Linked DNA regions of Anser cygnoides: region 2 is linked to region 1. A link is a contact called in public Hi-C data. All regions are on one chromosome and are shown on one strand. Each heading gives the region's core, a stretch centred on a gene start, on an enhancer-like site or on the middle of the called end of the contact. The rest is flanking DNA. Distances are from core to core; before and after follow the strand shown.

Region 1 (6,727 bases), core at 25-2,524:
TACAGTGTGCTTGGCATCCTGCATGAAATACTAGCTTTGCTAGAAGTCTACTACAATTTGTGGTTAGATGCTACCACAAATTTAACAAGTGTATAAACTACTTAAACCACTGCTCGCTCACTCCTTGTAAGAGCAGTTACCTTTTTGCTGTTCTTGCTAGCTCTCAGCAAATAAGTGGTTCAGTGGCTGGAGATGACGAGCTCAGAGATGCCATAGGATTAATTCTGCAAGCTGCTAGTTTGTTCCCCTTGCAGTGGAGTTGAGGGCACTCTAACAGTGGAGAGATTAGAGATTTCAAATGCATGCTTTACTGAAGAAATTGTGGTGATTTGGAAAAAAAAAAAAAAAGAAACAAAACAACTTTAGTATCACAAGTAAACACTACAGGCATTCCATATAGCAGCGTGCCCAGGACCTAAGCGAATAGCATCCTTATTAGTATTTTTTCTTACCTGCCATTTTCCAGCAGCACTCAGTCGCTTCTGTCCTGAGAATCCGGCACGGCCTGTAAACTCAAATGACAGATTTGTCCGTGTGAGAAGCACCGCGAGCAGGTGCACGGACAGCCGCCGGCGCGGTACCACCCGGCTGGGAGCGCCGTGCTGTGTGGTGCCGAAGGGGCTGTAGGCCTGCGGGAGGGCGGGCAGGCCGTACGCGTGCTCCTTTGGCAAATGTTGCTGAGCTGGCTGACCGCCGCTGAGCGAGCACGTCACCTCATGTTCAGCTCTTGGCAGAGGCCACCGAGTGCCCGGTGGAGCAGTTGTTGCTGCACTTAGCAAAGCGCAGCTCCCCGCTCGGTTAACGTGGACGTGCTGCGTCACTCCCCAAAGCTTCCCCAGAGGAAAGGCAGAGAGCGCGCTTGTTTTTTCCTCTTTTCCTCTAAAAACCAATGTCAGGCCCACTGGCCCCCCTGTCTCCCGTGCCACCCATCCGGGGGAGTGCCGCGGCCCCCCCTGCTTCCCCCTGGGCCTTTACCCGCAGCGGTGCTGGGGCTCGGTTCGGACTGGAGAAGCCGGGGCGGACAGCAGCTGATCGGGCCCCTGGCACCGAGCAGTAAGTGGCAGGGCTACCACCCGCGTCCTCTCGCAGCGGGTGTGCAGAAAAACCTCCGTGCAAACCTTGCCCTGCTGGTGTTTTCCACCAGCTGTGCTCCGTGGTGCTGCGTTAGGGGAGACACAAAGCCCTCAGCCGTCTCCCCGGCTTCTCCGGGAGAAGCGCACAGTGCTGCTGGCACTGGGGACAGCGGTGTCCAGAAATGGGAAGTGACCCTGGCGGAAACTGGGGCTACAGCAGTTGCTCAGCAACAGTCAGTATGCTGAATATAAAACTAGAGCCCAAATTCTGCTTGGTGACGCTCTCCTGCTTATGTGGGAAGCAGCGTGGTAAAGAACCAGACAGGGACTCAAGAAACACAGGTTCAATTTACTTTCTCTCAGGTAGGATGATTTATTTTTGTCTTTTTGTCCCCTCTGGTAACAGAAGTAATGAGATGATCTGATAAAACAGTGTTTCAACAGCTCAGGGCTGTTTGTATGCTGTTAGCAAGTAGAATTCACTTTTGTGAAGACTGGGCAAAAGCTAAGAAAGAAGCTGAAATGGCTGTAGCCCAAAGACTGTAAGTTTTTTATTTTATATATCTTTATATATGTATATATATTTTATATCTCATATCAATGGCCAAGCCAAAAATATTTATTGTCCTTCACCCCCCCTCGCCCCCTAAGCATAAAGTCTACTTATGGTAAGACAAGGGAAACTAAAGGAAAAATGCTAGTAGTTTACATACTGTACCTAGACAACATTGTTTGACATACCATATAATATAATAACTCACAGAAATAGCAAAGAAAAAAATTACAAAGCACAATAGCAAAGAAAAAAAAATAAAAAAATTACACTGTGCCTGTACTTCAGGGAGCACATTTGTGATGCATCAGATGGATGAACATGTATGTTAAAATATTTCACAGATCTATACGAAGAAAGATATTTTACTACCTGGTAAATAATAGGCTTTTGAATGGCAGATATTGCACCACTGTAGGTGAGCTGTAGTTTCAGCTTTGAGAAGTTTATGAATTTGTAGAGCGTAAAACCATTAAGTATTTCTTCACATAAGCCTAAAAGCCAGTGATCTCATTGTAGAGGTAAACAAACAAAAAAACCCACCTTATTCCTTGGTAAGGCTGTAAAAGTTTACATGACTAGTTCCCATGTTAATTCCTAATATACCCTGAAATCCATTCTTCTCAAATTTTGTTGGACTTATCTCTAATAATTTTATAAAATTAAAAATAAAATACTTTCAATTTCCTGTTTGTCTTTGGACAAGGCTCCTTATAAGGATTTCAGAAGCCAGATTCAGCTATTTCTTAGCAATCACATCAGCACATTTATCAGAGCTCTCAAGAGAAAGTTCAGGGTGATTTGGGGAATCCATGTATTTTTGCATTTTGGGCAACTCTGTAGGACAGAGTGGAGCTTCTTGTAGCCTCCTTCACCCTCTTTTACTCCTCCATTTTTAAAGTTACTTAGCACTCAGGAAAGTGTTACTGTAGCTCAAACACCCTCACAGGACAATGCACCTCTGCAATGAGAATTTCGTTTTGTAGGTTGGGAGTGTTTCTTAATCCTCTTTTTTTTCTCCTTTCTTCCTTTCTTCCTTTCTGCATTTTCTATTACTCTCTCCAGTCCTCCCTTACAATAAGATTTTTTCTTTACCTGTTAACATTTTTTCTCTCTAAGGAGTTAATTGCTAATTAGCAATGAGAAAAAGTAGCTGTGACTAAACTGGAAGAAAATTCTCCTCTCCCTCTCAGCCATCCATGAGCATTGACTGAGTGAGTTATACTTCATAAGAAATTTGAATGTTTACAACCTCACTGACTATTGATTGGCACAGATTGTTTTTGTCTTTAACACAAGACAGAGGACATGAGAAAATAAAAATGACAGCAGAGATTCAGACCAAGGGTTCATTCCACCTAGTATCCTCTCTTCAACCCTGCTCACAAGTATCTGGCTATGAAAGAGTAAAAGCAGAGTAAGCATGTAGGATATTCACCCCACTGCTCTCTCAGACTGCAGCTATCTTCGTCTCAGACCTGAACATGTAGTTTGTATGGTAACCTCCAGTTTGCCTCTCTGCACAAGATACTTTGCCCAATCTCCCTGTGAATCCGTGCCAATTGTGCAATGTCCCTGGCAAGGACTTCCACAGACTTATTTTCTGCTATGTGAGGAACAACCCCTTTTGGCTATTTCGCATCTGATTCCTACCAGCTTTGTTTGATGCCCTTTGGTTCTTGTATTGGGTGTGACAAAAGAACAACTATCCATCTGTGCTTGTCTCCTCTGTCCAAAGGTGATTTTATGGACTTGTACCGTGTGCCTCCCAGATTACCTCTTTTCCAGATAGAAGAGTGTTCTTCAGGTGCTCTTTGTTTGGAAAGTCTTCTCTACTTTCAGTCATTCTCATTGCTCTTCTCTGCCCTTTTCCAGTTCTGCTGTATCATTTCTTGAAATGAGGGAACCAGATCTACAGATGACATTTACAGTATGGAGGCACCTTGGATTTACCTGGTTGTGTAACGATTTTCTCTCTTCTGCTCTCTGATCCTAAAAACTATCACCATAAAATTTGCTTTCTTGATGGCTACCAAGTGCTGAGCTGATGCTTACATGGAATTATCTGTCATTATTAGACAGCTTTACTCCTGGTTGGTGGCAGTCAACTCAGAGGCCCTTATTTTAAATGTTAGGCCAGGTTTCTTTGTGTCCCATGAGCGTCTCTTAAGATTTGAAGAGACTGAAAATAATTATGAATCGTCTGGTCTCCTGAGCAGAGTCCAGAACACTCTGGTGGTCTGTCATCAGATCCTGCTGAAGGTGGTTCACTGCAGAAAAAATACCTTAGGTTTTGGTGAAGAAACAGAACAAACGTAGGCATAATTTTGTAGTCACCAGCATGACCTTGAAACATGAAGGCTCCAGTCCCTGTGTCAAGAATTGCTAAAACATGCAACAGCTGTTAGGTGGACACATAACTCCTATTACGCTATATAAAAGAAAAAAACCTATGCTTTCTTTACCTAAGGTGAGGCATCAGCTGGGTGGGAGTTTTGAGAGTAGCTCGTCTGAACTCAGGAGTTTCATTTTTGCCTAAATGTCATTTATATGATTTTAACTTTTTTTTTTTTTTTTTTTAAATATCTGGCCTAGAAAGAAAATTAGTAGCTTTGTCACAGTTCCTCTCTGAGGACTCATTCATTTCTGCTACAAAGAAACACAGTCAGCATTAACTGAAGGAAAAGAGAAAGTTACTATAAATAGGAAACTGTTTCATGTCAAGGTAAATAGTTATGAAGAAAATGGAAACATAAGACACTGTACCTGGATATCTTGGGCAGGTAGCCTTAATTCAAGAACTTCCATCGAATACTAGCCCTATCTTTTTCCATTTCATTTTAAAATATATTTTAGTTCCCCTTTCAGATAATTCTGTTGTTGTACTTCTAGTGCTATTCTATTGGAAGTCTTCCATAGGCATGGAGTTCACTCAGATGAATAACCATAACATCACAAAGCAAGACTGAGAGATGAAAAATAATTGAAAATAAAGTATCCAAGAAAATAGAAAGTATGAGGAAGGCAGGAAAGTAGCCGTAGCGGGAAGATGATCAATTATGGGGAGATTAGTAGTGAAATGGATTCAAGAGCTCAGTGTGGACTTTGGTGGTTTTCAGAGGCCAAACCTTGCCAAATACTGGTCAAGAAAATCTTTTAGTCAGTAATGAGGCTGATTTGACAGCTTGCTTTTATCTGCTAGAAAAAAAAAAAAGAAAAAAAAAAACGGGCCATGGAACTAAAAAAGGGAAGAATCATTCATATGACTCTCTTCATCAGAAGTTGATTCCTGACTTTCTTTCCCAGGATAGGGACATATTCCACTGTGTTCTTCCTTTCCTATGATGAGATACAAGGTCATGCTATCCACAAACTATTTTCCTCCTCTTCCTTCAGTAGTTCACAGGTAGAGTGATGATTTGGATAGCCTTGAGCTGTCAAATGGTATTCTGCAAATGGTATTTGGACAAATTTCTACCTGCAGTTTAGTTCCCAGGTGTTTTATGCTTCTTTGAAACCATCTGCTCTCCTAATGAGGCCATTAATAATTTCTTGAATTGTTACCAGTGATGTCCCATGAGCAATCACTAATTTTAAGACACACAGCTATATTCTGCACATAAACAAAGCTCCGTTTTGTACAAGCTGTTTTAAAATTCTCTGTTTTGCTGAGAAGCTTTTGTATTCAATTTTCCATACTAAATATCTACTGATAATATTGTTCTGAAGTTACTGAATTTACTAATAAAAAATGCCCTTGGTCATAAGATGTATATTACCCAGCTAGGAACTAGAGAGAACTAGTTCCTGACTTGAAATAATTGGCCATTGGATATCCCTTCAGATAACTAAATGTCCTGAACCTGTAATGGTCCCTTTGAACAGTGACAGGGCATCAAAGTACTGTGATTGGTTTAGGAAGCCACTTCAAAGATTCTGTAGTGGTGAAAATGTTATGATGTAAGGGATTACAGTCTGCCTCTGTCTTCTCACTCTACCCCAAACCCACATAACTGCTCTCCACATAGGTAGGCATGCAGGTAGGATTCTTCTTTCCTAATTTTAGCCACGTGAAATTTAGGGCTTCTTCTCTAAACTCTCTCTATAGATGAATTCATCATCTTCAGGTGCAACTCCTTTCACTTACCTTTGATGCGAGTAGAAGGAGAATCACTGCTTGACTTACACAGGCATCCAACATCTAGGTGGCTACAGGGAGATAAATACAATCCTCCCCTGTGAGTTTCAGAAGACCTGGACTCCCACAGCCTTTTGAGTGACAGCTGTAGTCAGGGATATATAAAAAACCAGGTTCTCCAAGTGCATAAAACCTATCTAACATCGAGGGGTAAAGAGATGAGAGATTTTCCTATTTCACTAGTGCACTGAGGCTAATCACTGTCTGGCACTTGGTGCTGTAAGAGCAGTGTTATAAAATAACAGGTTGGACAGTATGAGTCAGAAGCTATAAGACAGAGAGTCCTCTGCTGGGAAGTGGTTAGGCTGAGTCTACTGTCTGTTGCTGTGGTGGTGCCAGCAAAATTTATATAGCAAACAAAGCACTGTAGAAGCAGAAGGAAGACTGAAAAACCTGCGGATAACAAAGTGGCTGCAGAGAGAAGGAACTAGGCAGAACTACAAGCAGGCGTGGCACCAAGAGATCACACTTTTAAATGAAATGAGTTTTCTGGGTCAAAACACTGACGTGCTAGCATAGTGACACAGGGAAGTTTGCAGTGCTACTTCATGAGTCAAACTGCTTTAAGAACAAAGACCTTAATTCCCCAAATGTATCTAAACGTTTCCTACTATAGTATCCTGTAAGAAAAAGAATTAAAAAGTTGATTGTCAATCAGTGGTTAAAAAAAAAAAAAGGCAAAGTAGAACAGGTCAAAAAAGAGCACCTGCATATTTAAAAACAATTTAGTACTTTTATTCAAATTCTCTTCTAATATCTTATAAGCAGTGAAAATTTTTGAGTTGATTATAGGATAAAGATAAGAAAATGCATTTGAGAGACATGCAAAAGAAGAAATAACCATCATATTTTATTGCATCCAAGTCCATTTATGGCCCAATTTTAAAATCTACATGCTAAGAA
Region 2 (6,933 bases), core at 231-2,730, 250 kb before region 1:
TATTGCTATTGAGCAGCATATTGAAAGTTTTATTTTTTTTTTTTAAAAAAAAGAAAAGTAATAGGTTAATATCAATTGCTCTCTTGAAACTGCCATGTCAAGCAGTACTAATGCACTGGTAGGCAAAAACCACCAGTGAAGCTGATGACCTCTGCTCAGATGACACAGGCTGCCCAAAGAACACTGGGAAGATGTCAAGCCCAGGAAAAGAGAAGCTAACTTCAGCTCTGAGAAGAAATGAAGCCAAAACAAAAGTGAGGACTTCAGTGCACGGTGCAGTGCTGTGCTCTGCAGCCCAGCCCTGGCTCTTTAATCACCTTTAATCACCTGCCTCTCTGCTTTAATCACCTTGTCCTCGCTTCCTGCCTCCACCAGCGAGGAACAGGACTGTAAGGCAAAGCTGCTCCAAGAGCTGCTTGGCTCCTTGCCCCGTGTCCTAGCTGCAGCTGTGGGGTGTAAGTGGTGATCCGGCTGCCCTGCAGCAGCCTGGTCCCAGGCACTACAGTGGCCTCTGCCTGTCCTGGGGCACCTGCCCCCTAAAATGGGCTGCCAGTATTTCACCTGCTGAGTCTGAAGCAGGTCATTGTCAGATGAAAGCAAGCAGGGCTCTTCAATGCCTCTTATTTTTTGGGTGATGGCACAGAAATTTTCCTCCCCGCTGTTTTTTTCCCATCCCAGAAATATGAACAAATATATTTCATTAATGTTATTCCATTTTATTAACTTAATTCTACTGATATACTTAGTTTTCATACCTAATTGATCTGAAGGTGCTGGTCAGGAGAAAACCCACTTGGGACAATTACTGTAACAGGAGAACATGCTTCTAGTTGAACCTCTTTTGTTTCCAGACATTTTCAGCGTTGCCAGCTCCAAGCTTTTGAAAACATGAGCCTGTCTGTGTATCCTAAGAGCAACTAATAGTCTTGTCCTAGGGGATAGTTGCACCACACAGATAAGGCCCTCATTAGTGACTGGGATGAGCATAGTAAAAAGCATGCATGTGAAACCCAGTGCTTGTTAATGCTCTGCCTAAAGCTGGGGGTCTCTGAGGAGCCGTGGGCTGGAAGGAAAGCCTGTAAGTCAAATGTTTCATTGATGCCATTCCTCTCTGACTCCTCAACACATTTCCTGCCTGTTGACCTGTTGTTTAAAAATGGGTCGAGCCCTGTTTGTGCTACCCGTTTTTTCCCAGAGGACAGGCAGGTCATTCACTTGTGTGTTGCTCAATGCTTGAAAGCAAAGAGCATGTAACTGGGACAGGGGATTTGGGGCTGACCTGCACAAATAGTTTAACTGACTTAACCGTAATCAATTACTGAAAACATCACCTGAAAGCACAGTTGGAAACACAGTACGTTGACTGATAGCTGATGTCTTAGTTTTAAGCTAATAAACTATCAAGCTAAGTTATAAATTGATATCACAATTAACTTACCAGCCGAAAGGTAAATTACTCTAAGCCATAACTGCTATAAATGAATTTAGCTGTGTCCCCAAAGGAGTCTCTGAAGGATTAACTGAATCAGTTTAATAACGGGTTGTAGTTAAACTGGTGGGAACTATTTTCTGTAAACCAGTCATTGGGGCTGGGAGGTTTTGTGGTCAGTCAGGGCGAGGGTAGCAAGCCAGTACCTGGGGAGAAGCATCAGAGGCCTGTGTTTATACCTGGATCTGCTTTGCTAGGGGAACTGTGTCTGTGCCTCAGCAGGCCATCATCATTTCTTCTGCTGTCACTGGGAAGACCCAAAGATATTCCTTAAACAGGATCAAAAATGTTACAACCACCCGAGACAAACTGCCGGTACAGTATAATTACTTTCTGTCAGTTCAGATTTCTTGAAAACATGTCAGTGCATCACCTATTTTTCAGCAGGCTCTGGTACATCAATTATTGTTTATCTGTACCACCTGGATGGATGCTTCTGGGTCTAGCTATATGTGTAAGAATAATGCGTAAGAGTTCCATACTGTGTGCACTACGTCCTTCTGACAAATGTGTGTCTAATCTGGATCAGACTTTCGCTGGGCACAGGTTCAGTATTAATGATTTTTAAACCCCAGCCTAAGAAATAGCAGCCTGGGTGTGCATTGTTCTACTCCACTGTCCCCATCTGAGGTCACGAGGGTTGTGCCACGCATAGTGGTGTTTTCTCAAAGTTGATAACATTTCAAGGAGAGCTGTGGTAAGACAGAAGACATAAGCAAATGCTTTAAGATGGTGATAATGAGAGCACAGGTTGCATAACTTGTAGCATCTTTGGAGACAATAGCTCAGATAACATTTCCTTAGGTGCCCAGATGCATTGGTTTCACAACATGATCTTGAATGTTAATGGCAGAGGGAACAGCTGTTCACTGACGTGTGCAAGTGTAAACAAGGTGTGGTTTAATGTGGTTTAATGGGCACAATATCTGTCTGCAGAGAACATCCCAGCCTGCTCCCCGATACAAGCTGACGAGCCTGGCCATGGGACTGCACCCACCCTCAGTCTGCCCATGCTCAGCTCCGTGTGGCAGCACCCAAAATGCAGCTCACTGGGCTCCTGCACCTCAGGATTGCACTTCACAGCACCAACTGTGTGCCCAGCTGTCTCCTCAGCTAGCACATAGTGCTGAGAGCTCTTTTAGATGGTTAGACATCCGTATCATGCAGTGGTCAGCACTACCGGCACCTTTGGCAGCCCTCTTGGCAAGGAGCTCGATGATGTATGGGACATAAAGATTAATTTCTCCTAGGTCAAGGAAGGAGTGAGAGTCAGGGTAGCTTGCCCTCATTCTGCCTGTGCTATGAGGGTTTGGAGCTTTCTGGCTTATGTAAAGTTGCTCTCAGAGAGCAGTATTAACTTCACCTACAGTAAGTGAAAATGCCTCTCTTATAACTGCAGCATGTTGGCCTGGCCCTTCTTCCTAAATTACTGTGTGGTAGGGTGGGCTCCAGTTTGAGGAGTTAGTGCATTGGGTGGGAAGCAGTGCGGTGTATTCCCAGCTCACTCTCAGTAAATTCACTGAGCTGTGTACACATTGCACAGACAGAGACTGTTTGTTCAAGAAAGGCAGCAGACTCTATCTCTCTCTGCAACTCTCATTAGGAGCTTGCAAGCCTCAAAGGAAAGTCCTTTATCTTCTCCTTACTTTAATTATGAAACCCAGCAGAAACAAAGCAATCCCTGGCTGCAGAACACTGGCAGTGCATCGTGTTTTTTGTGGAAACGCCCTGGATTTTCTCCTATACCGATGGCGATACTGCGAAGTTAATAATCTTAAGTGGTATTTATCATTGCATGGAAGAAAGTATTGTAATGACATCTTATTTATGTCAAAAACGCTCAGTGCATGTGTCACCTTTGTGTTTTGAAATAGCTGCCTCTCAAATATCTTCTGATAGACATCTCTGTCAATCATTGAGGCAGTGGGAGTAAAATCTGCTTGGCTTGACTTGGATTTGTGGCTGAGTAGTGCTCCAAACTACTCACTGTTCAGATAGGGGAGAGTTTTCCCTAGCAAGGAAAAGGCTACGCTACTGCAAGGTTCTTAGTCATTGATTATAATGTGTTGTGAGACAGCCCAGAGGCCCACAACTGCACGTAGAGGGCCAGCACTTGCAGTCTGCTTGGACCAGACACAATAAGGAAATCTTAAAAACAAGAGGGAAAAAGGGAGCAGAAGGACAAGGGTAGTAATGGTTAGGGAAAATGGTGCATGGGTATGTGCCCCTGCAGGTACAAGAGCTGTATGAATCATCTCTGGTCCGTTTGGCTAATCTCATTGCTCCCACCGTGATTCAGGAGTTAGGAATGAGGGTATTGACATGGCCAACACAGGCTCCCCTGGGGCTGGTGAGCTCTTGTGTTTTCAAATCACCAGAGCAGACATCTGGGAGGAAAGACCTACCCCTATGTTTAGTCTTTTATGCCAGCTTCTGACCCAAATAGCGTAAATGAGGATAAGATCTAGGTCCTCAGCAGGTCCCACCACAGTAGCAGATGAGAAGGAAAAAAAAAAAAAAAAAAACCAACAGACATCTAGGATCCAAAAGATAATTCCAGTTAGAGTAGTTTTTAGGAAGGTTATCCTTTTTTTCTTTCATGTTCTGAGGATTCCTTCTAGTGACATCTCTCGTGGTATGAAAAGTATTGTAGTGGATAAAGATTATAGTTTTGTTTGCAGGTGCTGTAAATCATTTAAGAATAGCAATACTTTATGCAGAACCTTCTGTCTCAGGATGCTAAGTGATCTTGCTGTGATACTGGCATTGTACTTAAAACATAATAACCATCTCAGATGGGGAAATGACGGCTAACCTAGCATCACATAAAGCTTTTCCATCACAACAGGGAATAACATGTGAATCTGTTGATCTGTTCCCAAAACAAGATCTTGCCTCAATAAGATTGTTTTCATAACGGTGATATTGACTCAGTAACCTTTGTACACACTAGTGTGATCTACATAATCTTTTTGATAGAGGAGTTTGCCTCAACTGATGAAGAAGTTATGACTCAGATGCATTTTACTCTGACAGCACTTTCATTATTAGTCTGCCTTGTCCCAACCCCTGTTCCTATCACGTTGGGTTTTTGAGGTTTTATAGGAAGAAATGTGGTCTGTCCTGGGAGGAAAAGACACAAATGAAATCACACGTACACAGCATATCATCTGAATTATCCCACCCAGTACCCAAGTATGATGGCCATTTTAAAGAAAGGACTCTGTCCATCTTATCCTGAAACTTATTATTTTTAAGGACAGTTAAGGCTAAAGCATTTTATTTTACAGCTTTGGACAGCTATTTAGAGCTGTGCAAAATGAGAGGAAAAAAAGAAAAAAGCCTATTTCACCCTGATGGCCTTTAGCTTGCTCTTGTAAAATGACTGCACAAGGTGCAGAGGAATATAGGGGAGGGGGGAAAAAACACCTTTTCCCTTCTGGGTGACTGTGTCTATCCATGTGGAAGACTGAACATGCTAGCGTTCAGCTCTGTCAAAAGCACAACTCCAAGATGTGCCTGCCCTGTTTCAGCAATACTGATCTCCTTTGTTGTAGGGCTTTCCGCATGCATCATCAGTCACTTGACATTCTGCGTACCCTAGAAACCTAGAAACAGTTGCATCGATGCTAATTTGTTTGTGTTTTAAGGAACTTCGCTTGCAGTTTGACTTCAGTCACATTATTTCCCAAATTAACTTTCAAGTGCCCGACTGAACCGAGAATAACTGGCGGCCAGCCAGCCTGCTCGTGGCCCTACCATTTTTCCTCCTTATTCCCCTTTCTAATGACTAAGCTTGCCCACAATGCTGAGACCTCTGTAGTACTCATGACCTCCCCGGGGCTTACTTAATATTATTCATAGTTGTGATTCATTGACTGACACCAGGGCCTATGTTCAGAATGCGTGGGTAGAGCCAAGCTGCTTTAGCTGAGGGTTTAATCCAGTAGATGGAGCAGCTGCCTGATGCTGTGGGGATGCCCTGCATCTTTGTCACGGGTAGCGTGACCTGGTGGTGGGGGGCAGCTGGTAGTTATTAATGAAAAGTGGGCATTATTATTTGTTTGCGTCCACAGGCAGGAGTGAAATCTCTGCTCTGCCGGATGCTTTGATGAAATTTGACTACTGTTTTCTTTTATACACTCCCATTAAAAAGGCTTTGAACTTTAGGTTTTGTCATTATGCTTTTAGAGCTGGCGAGGCAGATTGGGCTCTCTGCAACAGATGGTGTAAATCAAAGATGTCATCTGATGCTGGTTTGACTGATGGAAACTGATCTGAGATCCAGCCCACTGTGGGGCTTAAGAGAAACAGGCAGTGCCTGCTCATCTTCTATAATTATTGATGACTATCTTTATAGTCAAAGGTAGCCTGACGCACCTTGTGGTCCTCAAGTTAACAACTGTGATGTGTGGAGATGCCCCTTGCCTTGCGTGTGACCTGTTCCACGTTGTCCTATAGGCATGCCAGGCAAACTTACCATTCCCAAAGCTTTGCATGCTGCTATTACAACTCTTCCCCTACTCCCTCCTGGTAAGTTTTCTCTTATCTGCTTTTTGTTAACATTCTTAGGTGGTGCCCTGTTCTGCTGACAGTGAAGTGCTGCTAAATTTATTTCCACCCTGACGTTGTGACATACACTTTAGAGATAACAATTTCAGACAAACCATGGTGTGATAGGCCCTCATTGTAACGTCGTTTAAATGTGTACTTCTTCGGGAAGACGAAGAAAATCAGATAGTGATATCGTTTGTATCTTGACTGTGAACCTATGCACGCCAAATCTGAAGCTGCCCAGAACACGGGAGCTCTCACTGGTGATGTCAGTGCTGTCCCAGGCAGGTGGGCTCCTCCTCACACAGAGAGCAATCGTTGCGACCCCTTCGTGTCCTCTCAGGCCCCACTCATGCAGTCCAAATAGACCTCATGGAGGTTCAGCTCTTACTAAGGTAGCGTGGTGCCTTTCTCCTCAGGGCAAACTTGCATTGCCCACCAAGATCTTGCCCACTTGTGGTGTTTAGAGCTGTTCTAACATGCACAAAAGCAGTATGTAAGGAGGCAACTTTTTTTTTTCTTCTATTTATTGACATTTTGTTGTTGGCAGAAGCCCCCGAAGTGGCCCCTTGCTGTCAGTTTGGCTTGTTCGACCAGCAGCACCGAGGCAAAGCCTACCAGCAAAGCCACTCCGCTGCTGTGTCTGCTCTAGGAGCACCTGCCAACACAGCTATATCTCTGTCCAACACAGAGGCCAGTTCCCTCCTCATGTAGATCACAGGCAAGGTTCCAGTTACAAGTGACTGGCGGTGGTAAATCTCCTGCTAGCCTGGAAATTTCTTCTGGCAAACTCCTGGATCCATTTCTCACTTTTGCTTTGTTGCTGTGAGTCAGGGAATGGCGTGGGCATGATTGATCCTCTGCCCACAGTGGCCTTGCAGGAATTTGGG

Evidence for each region. Hi-C and Micro-C count contacts between places; a contact is called where the count stands out from the background.
Region 2: a contact with region 1 is called in a Hi-C map of liver, with 2.2 times the contacts expected there. The contact joins the enhancer-like site here to the promoter of NQO2 in region 1. A contact is called at or near these places in 2 of 7 Hi-C or Micro-C datasets (granulosa cells and liver).

What each region holds. Positions count from the first base shown.
Region 1 is chr2:84,452,832-84,459,558 of Taihu_goose_T2T_genome, reverse strand. It overlaps NQO2 (N-ribosyldihydronicotinamide:quinone dehydrogenase 2), which reads right to left and starts at 1,274. Exons shown (of 7, transcript XM_013193576.3): 1 at 976-1,274; 2 at 453-505. The coding sequence starts at 459.
Region 2 is chr2:84,704,233-84,711,165 of Taihu_goose_T2T_genome, reverse strand. No RefSeq gene overlaps it. Among named protein-coding and RNA genes, the nearest start is that of SLC22A23, 50 kb to the right of the region's middle. Within about 2 kb of position 1,480, at least 2 of the 3 cell types and tissues checked have open chromatin away from gene starts, as enhancers often do. A contact at or near this core is called in liver, where this site is marked.